Linked DNA regions of Ovis aries: region 1 is linked to region 2. A link is a contact called in public Hi-C data. All regions are on one chromosome and are shown on one strand. Each heading gives the region's core, a stretch centred on a gene start, on an enhancer-like site or on the middle of the called end of the contact. The rest is flanking DNA. Distances are from core to core; before and after follow the strand shown. Region 1 holds the start of UBE2R2 (ubiquitin conjugating enzyme E2 R2). Region 2 overlaps UBE2R2 (ubiquitin conjugating enzyme E2 R2).

The links. Hi-C and Micro-C count contacts between places; a contact is called where the count stands out from the background.
Region 1: a Hi-C map of hypothalamus shows a contact between it and region 2, with 5 times the contacts expected there. The contact joins the promoter of UBE2R2 here to the enhancer-like site in region 2. A contact is called at or near these places in 11 of 16 Hi-C or Micro-C datasets (blood, hypothalamus, liver and 4 more).

What each region holds. Positions count from the first base shown.
Region 1 is chr2:37,684,112-37,691,035 of ARS-UI_Ramb_v3.0, reverse strand. It overlaps UBE2R2 (ubiquitin conjugating enzyme E2 R2), which reads left to right and starts at 1,964. Exons shown (of 4, transcript XM_042243095.2): 1 at 1,964-2,734. The coding sequence starts at 2,558.
Region 2 is chr2:37,643,580-37,650,142 of ARS-UI_Ramb_v3.0, reverse strand. The region is part of intron 1 of UBE2R2 (ubiquitin conjugating enzyme E2 R2); the gene reads left to right. Among named protein-coding and RNA genes, the nearest start is that of UBE2R2, 42 kb to the left of the region's middle. Within about 2 kb of position 5,277, at least 8 of the 54 cell types and tissues checked have an H3K27ac peak or open chromatin away from gene starts, as enhancers often do. A contact at or near this core is called in hypothalamus, where this site is marked.

The DNA.
Region 1 (6,924 bases), core at 715-3,214, 44 kb before region 2:
GGTAGGCTGCCATTTCCTCCTCCAGGTGATCTTCCTGACCCGAGGATTGAACCAGCATCTGGTTCAATGCATTCACAGGCAGATTAGGATTCTTTACCACTGAGCCACCTGGGAAGCCCAAACTCCAGTTTAATCATGAGAAAAACATCACAAATTCTACCTGAGGGATATTCTAAAGTATACTTGACCAGTACTGTTCAAAACTTCCAAAGTCATCAAAAACAAGGAAAGTCTGAGAAATTTTCATAGTTAAGAGGAGCCTTAATAAAATATGAAAACTAAATATAGGAAAAAAAAAATAGTATCTAGGATGGGATCCTGGAAGAGAATAGGGACATTAGGTAAAATCTAAGGAAATGTGAGTAACTAAAATTTTAGTTAATAATATATCAACATTGGTTCATTAATTGTAATAAATGTACTACACTAATGTGAGATGTTAATAAGGGGAAATTGGATGCCAAGTATATGGAAATTATCTGTACTATTTTCTCTGCTTTTTTTTTTTTTAAGTCTATTAAAAAATGGAGGGGGTGGTAACCAGAATATAACTATGCCTTAAAATTTTTTTAATTTTTTAAATTTTAATTTTATTTTTTTACTTTACAATACTGTATTGGTTTCGCCATACATTGACATGAATCCACCACAGGTGTACATGAGTTCCCAACCCTGAATCCCCCTCCCATTTTTTCTTAAAGTTCCTATTTATGGAGTGTTTACCATATGCTGGTCATTGTGCTAAACTCTGTACATGGATGATTTAATTTTTATAATTGTTTATATGTTAGGCATAATTAACCTCTTTTACAGAAGCTGATGAAAAGGAAGTGGTAATATAATATAAATGGTGGAGCCAGGATTGGAACCAGGGATGTTTCTGATCCCAGAATTCTAAATGTGTGGAACTCACAGTATCCTGCCTTTTCTAGAAAATGTTCAGTTTTCATAGGACAGGCCTTCCAAAGAGAAACAGGGCCTAAATTATGGGATTGTAGACAATTTCCACATCTCACTTCACTCATGATTATTTTCAAAGAACCCCAGGTCTAAGATCTGCAGGGGGTCAAAGTTCAACCAAGTACCTCATTTTACAAATGGGTAAATGGAGGATAGCCACAGCATTTGTCCCAAATCACACAGCAAGGGCCAAGAACCCAGGTTCAGTCTGTATGATTATTTCTCTTTTTATTTCCCACAGCTTCCTCTTTGTAGTTAAGGGAAGTAGAAACTGACCTATCTGCTTTCCCCATTTCTCGGATGGGAAACTGCACTTCAACCCCCTAAGTTGGCAACACGCTGCTCTCCAAAGACACAATGGCATGAGGACTGGATCCGTAGAAATGTCAGGACGCTTGTTCCCAACGACAAAACCCGCACTGTCAGCACATCCTTGTCAAGCACCTACTGAGTGCTGGGACGACAGACCGTGTGTTACGGCGGGGTGGGGAGGGGACGTTAGGCCTGTAGAGGATCAGGGCTCTTAGGAAGACAACTGCGGGAGGCCTGAGGGTACAAGTAGGGGGAGGAGGGCGATGACAGCTCTAGGACAGAGGTCCCTTCCGGGGCGCGCCTTTGGAAACGTAACGTCAAGCCGCACAACCATCATTTTGGGGACAAGGGCACCCCCAGGGGCCACCCTCAAACCCCGGCCTCACCGTCACCCCCCACTGCCGCTTGGCCCTTTAAGGGCGGGGGACGCGCGCCGGCGTCACAAAGCGCCGCCACCTGGCGGGGTGGTGGAGAGGAGGCGGGGAAGTGGGAGGAGTAGGAGGGGGAGGAGGGAGAGGAGGGCGGCAGGGGCAGAGGAGGTGGGGAGGGAGAGGAGGGAGGGAGGGGCGCGCGCACGCGCGTCGCGTCGCTCGCCGCCTAGAGCCGCTCTCGGCCAAGAGCCGCCCTCCCTCCCGACGCGCGCCCCTCCTCCCTCCCGACGCGCGCCCCTCCTCCCTCCCTTCTTCTTCTCAGCTTCGTCGCTCCCGCGGCGCGAGGCGCTCTCGCTCTTCTCCTCCTCCTCCTCCGCCGTCGCCCCTCCCCCCGCGCAGCCGCCGCCGCCGCCGCCGCCGCAGCCGCGAGACCCCCGCGTGTCGCGCTTCCCCCGCCCTTCGGCCCCTCGCGCCCTTCGGCCCCGGCGGCCCCCGAGGAGAACAAGAGAGCGAGCGAGCGCGGCGCTCCCGGGCCATCCCGGCCCGGTCTCCTCACCGTCGCCGGCCTTTCGCCGCCTTCCTCCGCTTCCACCTCTTCTCCCCCCCCCACCGCCAACCAAGTTGAGGCCCCCTCCGGGGGGGGGAGGCCCGAGACCCGGAGCGAATTTCAACTCTCTCCACCCCTCCCCCCACCCCGGCCCGAGTGTGAGGAGAAGGGCCCGGCCCGGCCCGCGTCGTGTGTGAGGAGGAACCGGGCCGGCCCACGGGCCGTGTGGGGCCTGGTCCGGGCCGCCGGGTGTGTGAAGACAGGGGCCCGGAGCGGCCCGGCAGAGGGAGAGCGGAGGGGAGGGGCCTGGTCCGGCCCGGCTGGTGCGTGAGGACTGGGGCCCCGGCCCGGCGCCGCCGCCGCCGCGATGGCCCAGCAGCAGATGACCAGTTCGCAGAAGGCCCTGATGCTCGAGCTGAAATCCCTGCAGGAGGAACCGGTGGAGGGCTTCCGGATCACCCTGGTGGATGAATCCGACCTCTACAACTGGGAGGTTGCCATCTTCGGACCCCCTAACACGCTCTACGAAGGCGGCTACTTCAAGGTACCCGCAACCCCGCTCAGGCTTCCCCGGGCGGAGGCCGCAGTTTTCGGCTGTTTTCCCGGCCGAGAGTGGGAGCGCGGGGGAGCGGAGGGGGCTCCTCACCTCTGCAGCCCCCTCCCCCCATCCGTGGAGGCAGGAAGGCCTCGCTTGCTCACCCGGTGCCTTTTCTTTGTCATGGGGGCGGGGGCGGGAGGCCAGCCTGCACCGGGAAATAGGAAAGCCTCTGTGGCTAGGGTAGTGGCTACCGGAGGAGGAGGGGGGAGGTCTTTGTTTTGTTTCCCCCGCCGAGGGTGTACGGAAAGAAAGGGATCCCCCACGGCCTCCCATCAGAACCATCTCTGCGCCGGCTGGAACTACCCCAGAGGGCAGAGTGACCTGCACTTACGGGATTGGACCTTTTTTTGGGGGTGGGGGGGTGGGGTAGGAGGGTGGGGGAGGGGTATCGGCCTGTCATTCCAGAGGCTGCCTACTGACCTGACATTTTGGGGATTTGAGGGCTTCTTGCATATAGTGGTGGTTCCAACTTCGCATTCCAGTGGGTGGTAATGGAGAATAGGACCCTAGGGGTGGTAAACAAGGGCGCCTGCGTTTTCTTGCCATCAGCCACTTGAGGGAACTCGAATTTAGCCCTCTTTCTGTCCTCATTTTCTATTTACTTCAATGCTGTTTCAAAATGCCCTTTGTCCTCACCCTGCCACCAACTTTACTGCACTCACCCCCGCCTTCCCCGGCCTCCCGTGTAGAAATATCCACTGAGGGCGGAACATGTTGTATAGGGAGATTGATGATTTCCCACTTCAGGGAGACAAAATTGAAACCTTTTGCTTAGATGGCTAACTCTAGCAAACGGGGAGAGGGGGGTGGTCTCACAGGTGAAGAGTGACATCTGCGGTGGGATGGTTTCACAAAGTAGGACCGATCCTTAGCGACCGTAGTTATACTTTCTATTGTTTTCCAAGATGTTAGAACAGTGGTTTTTATCATTCCTGAATCCAGTAGTTTTTTCAGTTTCCAAATAGATAGTTGGAAATATTGAGGGTCTTTTGTTTTTGTTTTTATTTAACCATTTTTTAAGGGGAAAATCACAGATTGAAGGTCGAAGTTTTAAATGATGGGGGACAGAGAGGAAATGAGTACTTAAGAATTCTTTTAAGTTAATTTTTTTTATTTCCAAAATTAAGTAAAATAGGTCTGTGAGTCAGTCTTAGTTTGTTTTGAAGGGAGGGGCTATCTTGGCATAAGTTTTAAATGAGTATCTTAGTCATGTAGTTACGTGTGTTTTTAAGGACTGCCCAGTTAGTTTAGTTTCTACTCTTCTAAAGGTAGAAGCCTCAGTTTCAGGCTTGAGATTGGGTCTGTTTTGTATAAATGTGAAGAATTGATTGTGGAATGTTTACTATTCATGTCTGTGATAGTCACTTAATAGCTGATTAGAAGCATGCGTTTAGTATTTAGAATATTGTATATACCAACCATACACTGTACTCTTCAGAGGAAAATACTTGCAAAATCTACTGGCTAATTTTAGTGAAATGAAGTTTAATTTCTAAAAAGTATCATTATTTGGGACAATCACTTGTCAGGATAAATGGTTACTAGTTAGAATTATCTTACTCCTAGGCAATGCATTAAAAACAAACAACAACAAACAAAGGAAATAATGGGTTTAAAATGGTAATAGTTTTGCTTAGGTAATTGAGAATGGAGTGTGGTGAACCCTCTCAGTTTGGCATAGGTAATATGGAAGGAGGATTCCTTGAAGCATGCACTGATTTAAATTAACTGCTTTTTAAATTCAATCTTATTTAAAAAGAATCTCGTTTTGTTGTATGTTTAGATGTATATTTTTTTACTTTTGTGACATGTAAAAAATGTATGAAAATTCTTAAACAGATTTGGTGTTTTAGTGGTATGTGAGAATTTTGTTCAATTTTGTTCTCGTCTTCCTTTTTTTTTTCTTTTTTAAATGGCTTTTTATTCCAAAGTCTTTCATTGGAAAAGGCAAATTTATGGTCATGAGCAGTTAACACTGGTGACAGGTTTAAAACCATTGTTTTTTATTTCACTGCTTTTGTGAAACAAGGCTTTTAGTGTGTCTACTACAGCTGCAGTTAAAAGTTGGCACAGATCTTTCTCTACTATTATTCTCCCTGATCAAATGGTGGTTCTTGAACATTTAATGTAATTTATTTCCAAGTGAAACTATTTTCTTGATGGTGTGTTATAGTTTCCAAAGGCAGTGGGCTGCCAGTCATTTTAAATTTTTCATAATTTAACTCCTTTACCTTTTACATATTAATAGACTTCTAACTGATCTTATTCACCATGAAATAGTTGACCCTAGTCTGTTTTAACTGTGGCATCTGTTGTAATAGACTTGTGAGACCTGTATTTCAAAATTTGTTTTTTCAACTTATTTTTCAAATATCTTGAATCTGTATGATTGGGGATCGAGAGGAATATAGATGTATGGTGGGCAAAAGTAGTTTCTTGTGTCTGACTCTCTGCATGTTATAAACTCTTCTTTGGCCTCATTATCTTTTTGTCCAGTTTCTTTAATTTAAAATTTTTTTATTTTTATTTTTTTGGCTCCCCTGCGTGGCATGTAGGATCTTAGTTCTCCCATCAGGGATCAAACCCTGGTAACCCTGCTTTGGAATCCAGGAGCTTTAACCGCTGGACCTCCAGGGGAGTTGTTTGTCCAGTTTCTTGATCTCATTGATTCACAGAGTGAATTTCTTTGCTGCTTCAAATTTTTTCTCTGGGGTCAATCTTGTAGAACACAAAGTAGGAGATGACTTAGAATACCCAGAACACTTCTGATCTTAATTTTGCTAATGTGGAGTGAGTTGGAATTCTGTTATGTTACTGGAAGAGGAACTTGTTGATCACGTGAGCAGTAGTAATGACTTTTAACAAGTTTACCCCTATTCTTTTAGAAACAACTATATTTTCAAATAACTCCTGATAGTGATCATAACTTAGTGTGGCTGCTTTTGTATAGAACCTCCTTGTAACTCCTGCATTATTTATATAATAGCAGTGAGTCTGGAGATCAGAAAGAGTGACTCTTTCATGATGGGCATAACATTTAAGTGTTACAGAATGCTTAAAGTATTGCAGGTTTTGTAGTTGTGATTTTATTCAGTAATGTATGGGAATGAAATACAGGTGTGTTCCATTTTTGGATAACTCCCAACAGATAAAATTTAGGAAGTATTTGTTATATTTTCAGAGTTTTCCTTAGTAGGATATTCTTTATCAAATGTAACACTTCATTTTATATTAAAGAAACTCTTCAATAGTAATTGTTTAAGATAAAGGACATACATTATTTTCATTTGTTCTGGAATCTATTCTTCACGTGCCACCCCTCCCTGCCCCATAAAAACTATTTTATGACTCTGAAATTTTTAATATATAGTTGAAACAATTTTTCTAAGTAGCTTTGTCTTTTTGGTGTAGGGATCCTTTTGAGAACTTTATAAATTTTCTTCAGAAGACAATGAGAACACACAAACTAGCTTATATGTAGGAGGGTTAACTGAATCCTTGTTTTAAGGGATTTGGATCGTCAGCTTTAAAAACAAAATTAAACTCTTTGACGTCGTAAAAAAAATACTGCTTTAAAAAAAACAATATATGATAAGTCTTTCAGTCAGTTAAAATTTTCTTAGTTTAAAATTTTTTCTCAGTCAGTTTAAGAACACCTCTTAGGACTTTTAGCTGTACCCTTTTCTTGAAGCTGAACTTGTCTTGAATGCTGGGTAAACTAAAGAAACATTTTAGGGGGAAACATGGTTAATGTCCATTGATTTGGGACCATGAGTGTAATTTTAGTCCCCAGCCTGCATCCCTGGCAAATGCAGCATTCCAGTATTTCATAGATTATACTTTTACCATATTAAGTTGATTCTAAGATGCATATTTTTCTAGTTTCACATCTCAAATTTGGGATGAGTCCAGGAATTCTTAGAATTGGCATCAGCTAGGTGGCACTTGTGACCTAGCTATGAGAGACCCTTGCATTGAAATCATCTGATAAAATTTTTTTAAATGCCAGCATCAGTGTCTTAAATTTGATCAATAAGAATTATTTCTTTTTGAATGATTTGTTTCCTTAGTACTTTTTTGCTGATGTTGATTCCTCTTTTTCAGAGATTTGTGTTAGTAAACAATAATTACTAAAC
Region 2 (6,563 bases), core at 4,028-6,527:
ATCATCTGATTTTTTACTCCCAGTTCTGTAATCATTAAATGATTTGATAAATAAACCTGGTGGTGTATGGTTATTAATTAGAACCAGGTAAGGAAGGTGGAGAAGGGTCTACACTTGCCCACTTGTTTGAACTAAGACTGCCTGGAATTGAACCAACTTCACACATGTAGAAAAATAGTCCAGTCTGATGGACTGGGCAATTTTCAGGCCAAGATGAGTCTAATCTGAGATGAGTATATTATCTGAACAGAGAATTACAAAGTTAATACTAGGCACTGTTTATTGAGTGATTGACATATGCCCTGCTCTGTGCTAAGTGCAAGTAAAAATTATATACAGTACTATATACTAATATATATTAGTATCTCCACTCCACTAGTTCCTAGATATGTGACTTGATGGAAATTTCTAAAATTCTTTTTATTTATCTTCCTCTTTGCAATAGAGGTTTGATAATAATACCTACCTTGTAGGTGGTTTTAGTAATTAAATGAGTTAAGGGGATTCCCTGGCAGTCCAGTGATTAGTACTCCATGCTTTCACTGACTTGAGGCCCCAGGTAGAATTCCTAGTTGGGCAACTAAAATCCTGCAAAGTTGCACAGTATGGCCAATAAATAAAATTAAATGAGTTAATAGATGTAGAAAATGTAGAACAGTGCCTGGCACATAATAAGTAGTCGGTAAGTGAGAGCTGCTGCTCCTGTCTTTATTCCTTACAGCACCCCCATGAGGTAAGTTTTACTGAGCCAGTTTCTCTCTCTCATTTTATGTATGTATGTATCAGTTCAGTCGCTTAGTTGCCTCTTTGCAACGCCCTGGACTGCCCCACACCAGGCTTCCCTGTCCATCACCAGCTCCTGGAACTTGCTCAAACTCGTGTCCATTGAGTCGGTGATGCCATCCAACCATCTCATCCTCTGTCATCCTCTTCTCCTGCCTTCAGTCTTTCCCATCATCAGGGTCTTTTCAGATGAGTCAGTTCTTCGCATCAGGTGGCCAGAATATTGGAGTTTCAGCTTTAGCGTCCCTCCTTCCAATGAATATTCAGGACTGACTTCCTTTAGGATTGACTCGTTGGATCTCCTTGCAGTCCAAGGGGCTCTCAGAGTCTTCTGCAACACCACTGTTCAAAACCATCAATTCTTCGACACTCAGCTTTGTGTATAGTCCATCTCTCATATCCATACATGACTGCTGGAAAAACCGTAGCTTTGACTAGACAGACCTTTGTCGGCAAAGTGATGTCTCTGCTTTTTAATATGCTGTCTAGGTTTATTGTAGATTTCTTCCAAGGAGCAAGTGTCTTTTAATTTCATGGCTGTGGTCACCATCTGCAGTGATGTTGGAGCCCAAGAAAATAAAGTCTGTCACTGTTGCCATTGTTTCCCCATCTGTTTGCCCATGAAGTGATGGGACTGGATGCCATGATCTAGTTTGTTGAATGTTGAGTTTTAAGCCAACTTTTTCACACTCCTCTTTCACTTTCATCAAGAGGCTCTTTAGTTCTTCTTTGCTTTCTGCCATCTGCATATCGGAGGTTATTATTTCTCCTGGCAATCTTGATTCCATAATATATATATATACACACACACACACTTTTTTTTTTTACTATGCTATTGAAGTATCTGACTTTTTAAAAAAATGGTCAAGAATGGATGTTGAATTCTGGTGTATGCCTCTGTGTGTGTGTGTGTGTAAACTAAGGCTTGCAGGGAGTTTGAGTCTAGGGTTATACAGATTCCTGGTTCTTTAGCTTATTAAGTCTGTCTGCCTTAATTTTGCCCTGGCTCCCAAAGCAGGATACTTGAATGTTCAGAAAGAGAGGTTTTCCAGAAAGTTGTTTGGTTAGAGGACCAGATAGATCCCTGCTACTGGAGTTTGGACAGATACAGCCTTCAGTAAGATATTGGCCATAACAGAAACTGAATATACTTTTAGAACAAGAACTTCATCATTAGAGTTCGCATGCTTTGGCATTTGGGCTGGATGAAATAGGTTGGAGTCTAGACCATTCAGTATTCAACTGAGTCTGAGGATTGAGGTCTTTAAATAGTAATCAAGTCAGAGTTGTCCCTGGGAGTTAAGGATGCCCAGATTCTCTGGGTGTTGAAAGTGGCAGTAGCCAGCTATAGGTACGATTAAAGCAGAAACTGGGAACAAGGCCATCATTAGTTACTTCATTTCTAAGTTACCAGTATTTACTTTCTTCTCGTGATACCAGATTGGCTGTGCCCTGATATCAGCTGGATTTGTGAGCTGCTGAACTCATGGTTTAGATCCCCTTTGCAATAACAAGTTTAACCTGTGTCCTGATGGCTGGCAACTTAACTGAACTGCCAATCTGGATTCCTGACTTCTGGCTTACTCTTGATCCTTCAAATCCTAATTTAGATTCTTTACTACCTTCTCATTACTGATTTGACACTTGCTCCTTTTTTAAATTTCTCATTTATAAAAATAACTCACATATATAGTTTTAAAAGTCAAACATGCTATAAAACTTATAAAGGGACATTAGTCCCTTACTACTAGTCCCCGCTACTCAAAAGCAGTGTCTTGTAGCTGTTTTATAAATGGAGAGAAAGTGAGTCTTAAGTTACTTCCTGTGCTATTTCTAGCATAAAGCCACACATTAGGTGAGCCCTACCCCAAGACTGAATCACATATTTATTTAAACCATTTTTTTTGGTTGCTGTTCCTAGGATTGAAGTAATCATACTTCTCAGTTCAAAGCTCTTTATATTATTTTGCCTATACTAGACCTTTCTTTTGATGGTTGATATGTATTTATGTATCCATTTCTTTTTATTCTCATTCCCATTTTTCTCCCTCTCATTATCCCGTGGGCAACCATTCTAGCAACTTTATGAATATCCTTGGTAGGTACTTTTTTTTTAATGGTTAAAAATTTTTTTTCAATAGTTACAGACTTATAGCTTTCTTTTTGAACCATTTGAGAGTAAGTTGCCAATCTCTGATGTCCCACTATTCCTCTGAATATTTTAGAATTTATTTCCTACAAACTGGAACCTTCTACATAATCATAATTGTCAACAGTAGCAAAATTAAGATTGAGACACTACTGGCATCTAATCCTCAAGCTCCATTCTATTTTGTGAATTATCTTGATGTTATTCTTTGTAGTGGAAGGATCCAGTTCATAATCATGTGTTGCTTTTAGTAGTTGCCCATCTCTTATAATCTCTTGCAGACTGTAATCATTCCTTCTTAGTCTTTTCTGGACTTGCATGCCCTTTATAGGTTTGACAGTATTCTGTTTGTAGAATATCCTTCAGTTTGAGTTAGGAAAATTTCCTCATGTTTACTTAGGGTGACACATGGTTTTGATTTGTCTCATTACTGATGATGTCCGCTTTGGTCACTTAAGAGAGATCTGGTGACTTAGAAGGGTTCTATAAAGTTTTACCCTTCCCCTTTTAATTAATAAGTATTTTGTTGGAAGCTATTATGAAACTGCATACATTCTCACTTTCTGTTGTTATTCAGTTGCTAAGCCGTGTCCAACTCTTTGAGACCCTAGAATACACCAGGCTTCCTTGTATCTCCCAGGGTTTGCTCAAACTCATGGTCATTGAGTCAGTGATGCCATTAACCCCGTCATCTTCTGTCACCCCATTCTGCTGCTGCCCTCAGTCTTTCCCATCAGGGTCTTTTCCAAAGAGACAGCTCTTCACAGCAGGTGGCTGAAGTATTAGAGTTTCATCGTCAGTCTGTGGAATGAATAGTCAGGGTTGATTTCCTTTAGGATTGATGGGTTTGATCTCCTTGCTGTCCAAGGAACTCTCAAGAGTCTTATACAGCACCACAATTCAAAAGCATCAGTTCTTTGGCACTCAGCCCTTCTTATGGTCCAACTCTCACATCCATACATGACTACTGGAAAAAACCGTAGCTTTGACTATACAAGCCTTTGTCAACAAAGGAGTGTCTCTGCTTTTTAATATGCTGTCTAGGTTGGTCACAGCTTTTCTTCCAAGGAGCAAGCATCTTTTAGTTTCATAGATGCAGTCACTGTCTGCAGTGAGTTTGGACCCAAGAAAAAATCTGCCACTGTTTCCATTTTTCCCCTATTTGCCATGAAGTAATGCGACCCCAGATGTCATGATCTTAGTTTTTAGAATGTTGAGTTTTAAGCCACCTTTTTCACTCTCATCAAGAGGCTCTTTAGTTCCTCTTTGCTTTCTGCCATTAGAGTGGTATCATCTGCATATCTGTTGTTATTGATATTTTCCCCACCAGTCTTGATTCTAGCTTGTGATTCATCCAGCCTGGCATTTCACATGATATACTTTTCATGTGAGTTAAATAATAAGCAGGGTGACAATATACAGCCTTGATTTATTCCTTCCCTAGTTTTGAACCAGTCTCAATTCCTACTCAACTTTGAATTTTTTAATATTTATGTCTGTATGGATTCATAGTTTTGTGTTTTATTCAGTGGGTAATGCTGTGCATTCAGATAAAATATGCATTTATATGCATGCATATTACAATGGTGTAAATGATACTGTTTAATTTTATTTTAATATATAGCAGCATATTAATGGAGAAGGCAATGGCACCCCACTCCAGTACTCTTGCCTGGAAAATCCCATGGATGGAGGAGCCTGGTAGGCTACAGTCCATGGGGTTGCTAGGAGTTGGACACAACTGAGTGACTTCACTTTCACTTCACTTTCATGCATTGGAGAAGGAAATGGCAACCCACTCCAATGTTCTTGCCTGGAGAATCCCGGGGACAGGGGAGCCTGGTGGGCTGCCGTTTCTCGGGTCGCACAGAGTTGGACACGACTGAAGCGACTTAGTAGCAGTAGCAGCAGCAGCATATTAAAGTATTAAAATGGGATGTGAATCTAGAAGGTCATATTCTAGAATATTCAGAATGATTATCTGGTTGGTAGTGAGTAGTAGAACTCCACCATAGATAGGTGGAGATGCAAAAATTTCATCATACAAAATACGAGCCTAGTGTTATTTCTAGCTGGCCTGTGAAAGTTGCTCAGTTGTGTCCAACTCTTTGCGACCCCATGGACTATACAGTCCATGAAATCGTCCAGGCCAGAATACTGGAGTGGGTAGCCTTTCCCTTCTCCAGGGGATCTTCCCAATCCAGGGATCAAACCCAGGTCTCCCACATTGCAAGTGGATTGTTTACTAGCCGAGCCCCAAGAGATGCCTCTAGCTGGCCTGGAGTTACAAAAAATCCAGCTGCTTGATGCTGATCTGATCAGATCATGACTGCAGTTTGGTGCCACCTGGTGGCATTTGTCCACTTCAGGATAAATATAAACAGACAGTTTGGCTGGCTAGGACTTCTGGTGTCAGCCCCAGTTTTAGGTGTGGATAGCTGTTGCCAGGTTGTTTGACAAAATCTTAGGAGATTGGGTCGGGCAAATACTGAGAATGAGAAGACTGTTTTCTGCCTCCTTGCTTTTTGAGACGGGGGGCCTGGTTTTCTCTTCCAGGCCTCACTGTTGTCTTTTTTAGGGCAGAGGTGAATGGTAGGTGAATATATTTACTGTAGTATCAGTGGTTTTAATTTTCTCTTTTAATATCTATACTTTCTGATAAGTTGACATGTATGAAATGAGGCAAGTGAGTAGGTAATCTATGTAGAAACTTTTCCAGCACTGCAAAAGATTCTTTCAGGTAGTATTTATTTAAGGCCTACTCTCAGGACTTGTTCTGGCTATGTAGAAGAATTCTCTCTTCCAAAGCAAGTCATGGTGTCTTCAGCTTTTCTATTTTAATTCTATTATGTATTATTGCCACTCTTGAATTATTTTCAAATTTATGTTGATTATTCACAAACAATTTTCTTTTTGTATCTTTGATGCAGATTAATGGAGAATAAATCACAGTCCTTAGTATATGGCCATTGTTGTCACCGGTTTGTGCAAAAATTATACTTCTATTGCCATATCTTTCCTTTTATCCCCAAACTCCACTTTCATTTGGCAGCTGTTCTACTTAACTTAAAGTTCTTGTTCCTATAAAATGTGTTTTCATGTATATGTACTTTATGTATTCCTTTATGTTAATTTTTTTCCTCCTAAGTAGTTTGTTCTAATGATCCATCCATGCTGCATGCTCTGTGTATACCTAATTGCTTCAGTTAATATTGTAGTATGCTGCTGCTTCATGCTTCTCAGTTGTGTCAGACTCTTTGGTTCCCCATGGACTGCAGCCCACCAGGCTCCTCTGTCCATGAACTTTTTCCAGGCAAGAATACTGGAATGGGTTGCCATTTGCTCCTCCAGGGGATCTTCCTGATCCAGGGATCAGACTCTTGCATTGGCAGGCAGATTCTTTACCAATGAGCCATCTGAGAAGCCCAAATATATATTTATTTATCTGGCTGGGCCAGGTCTTAGCTGTGGCATGTGGGACTCTTAGTTGCAGCATGTGGAATCTAGTTCTCTGACCAGAGATTGAACATGGGTTCCCTGCATCGGGAGCATGGAGTCTTAGCCACTGGACCATCAGGGACATCCCCATTATAGTATGAGTCCATCATAATTTAGCTGTTCGTTTTCAGTG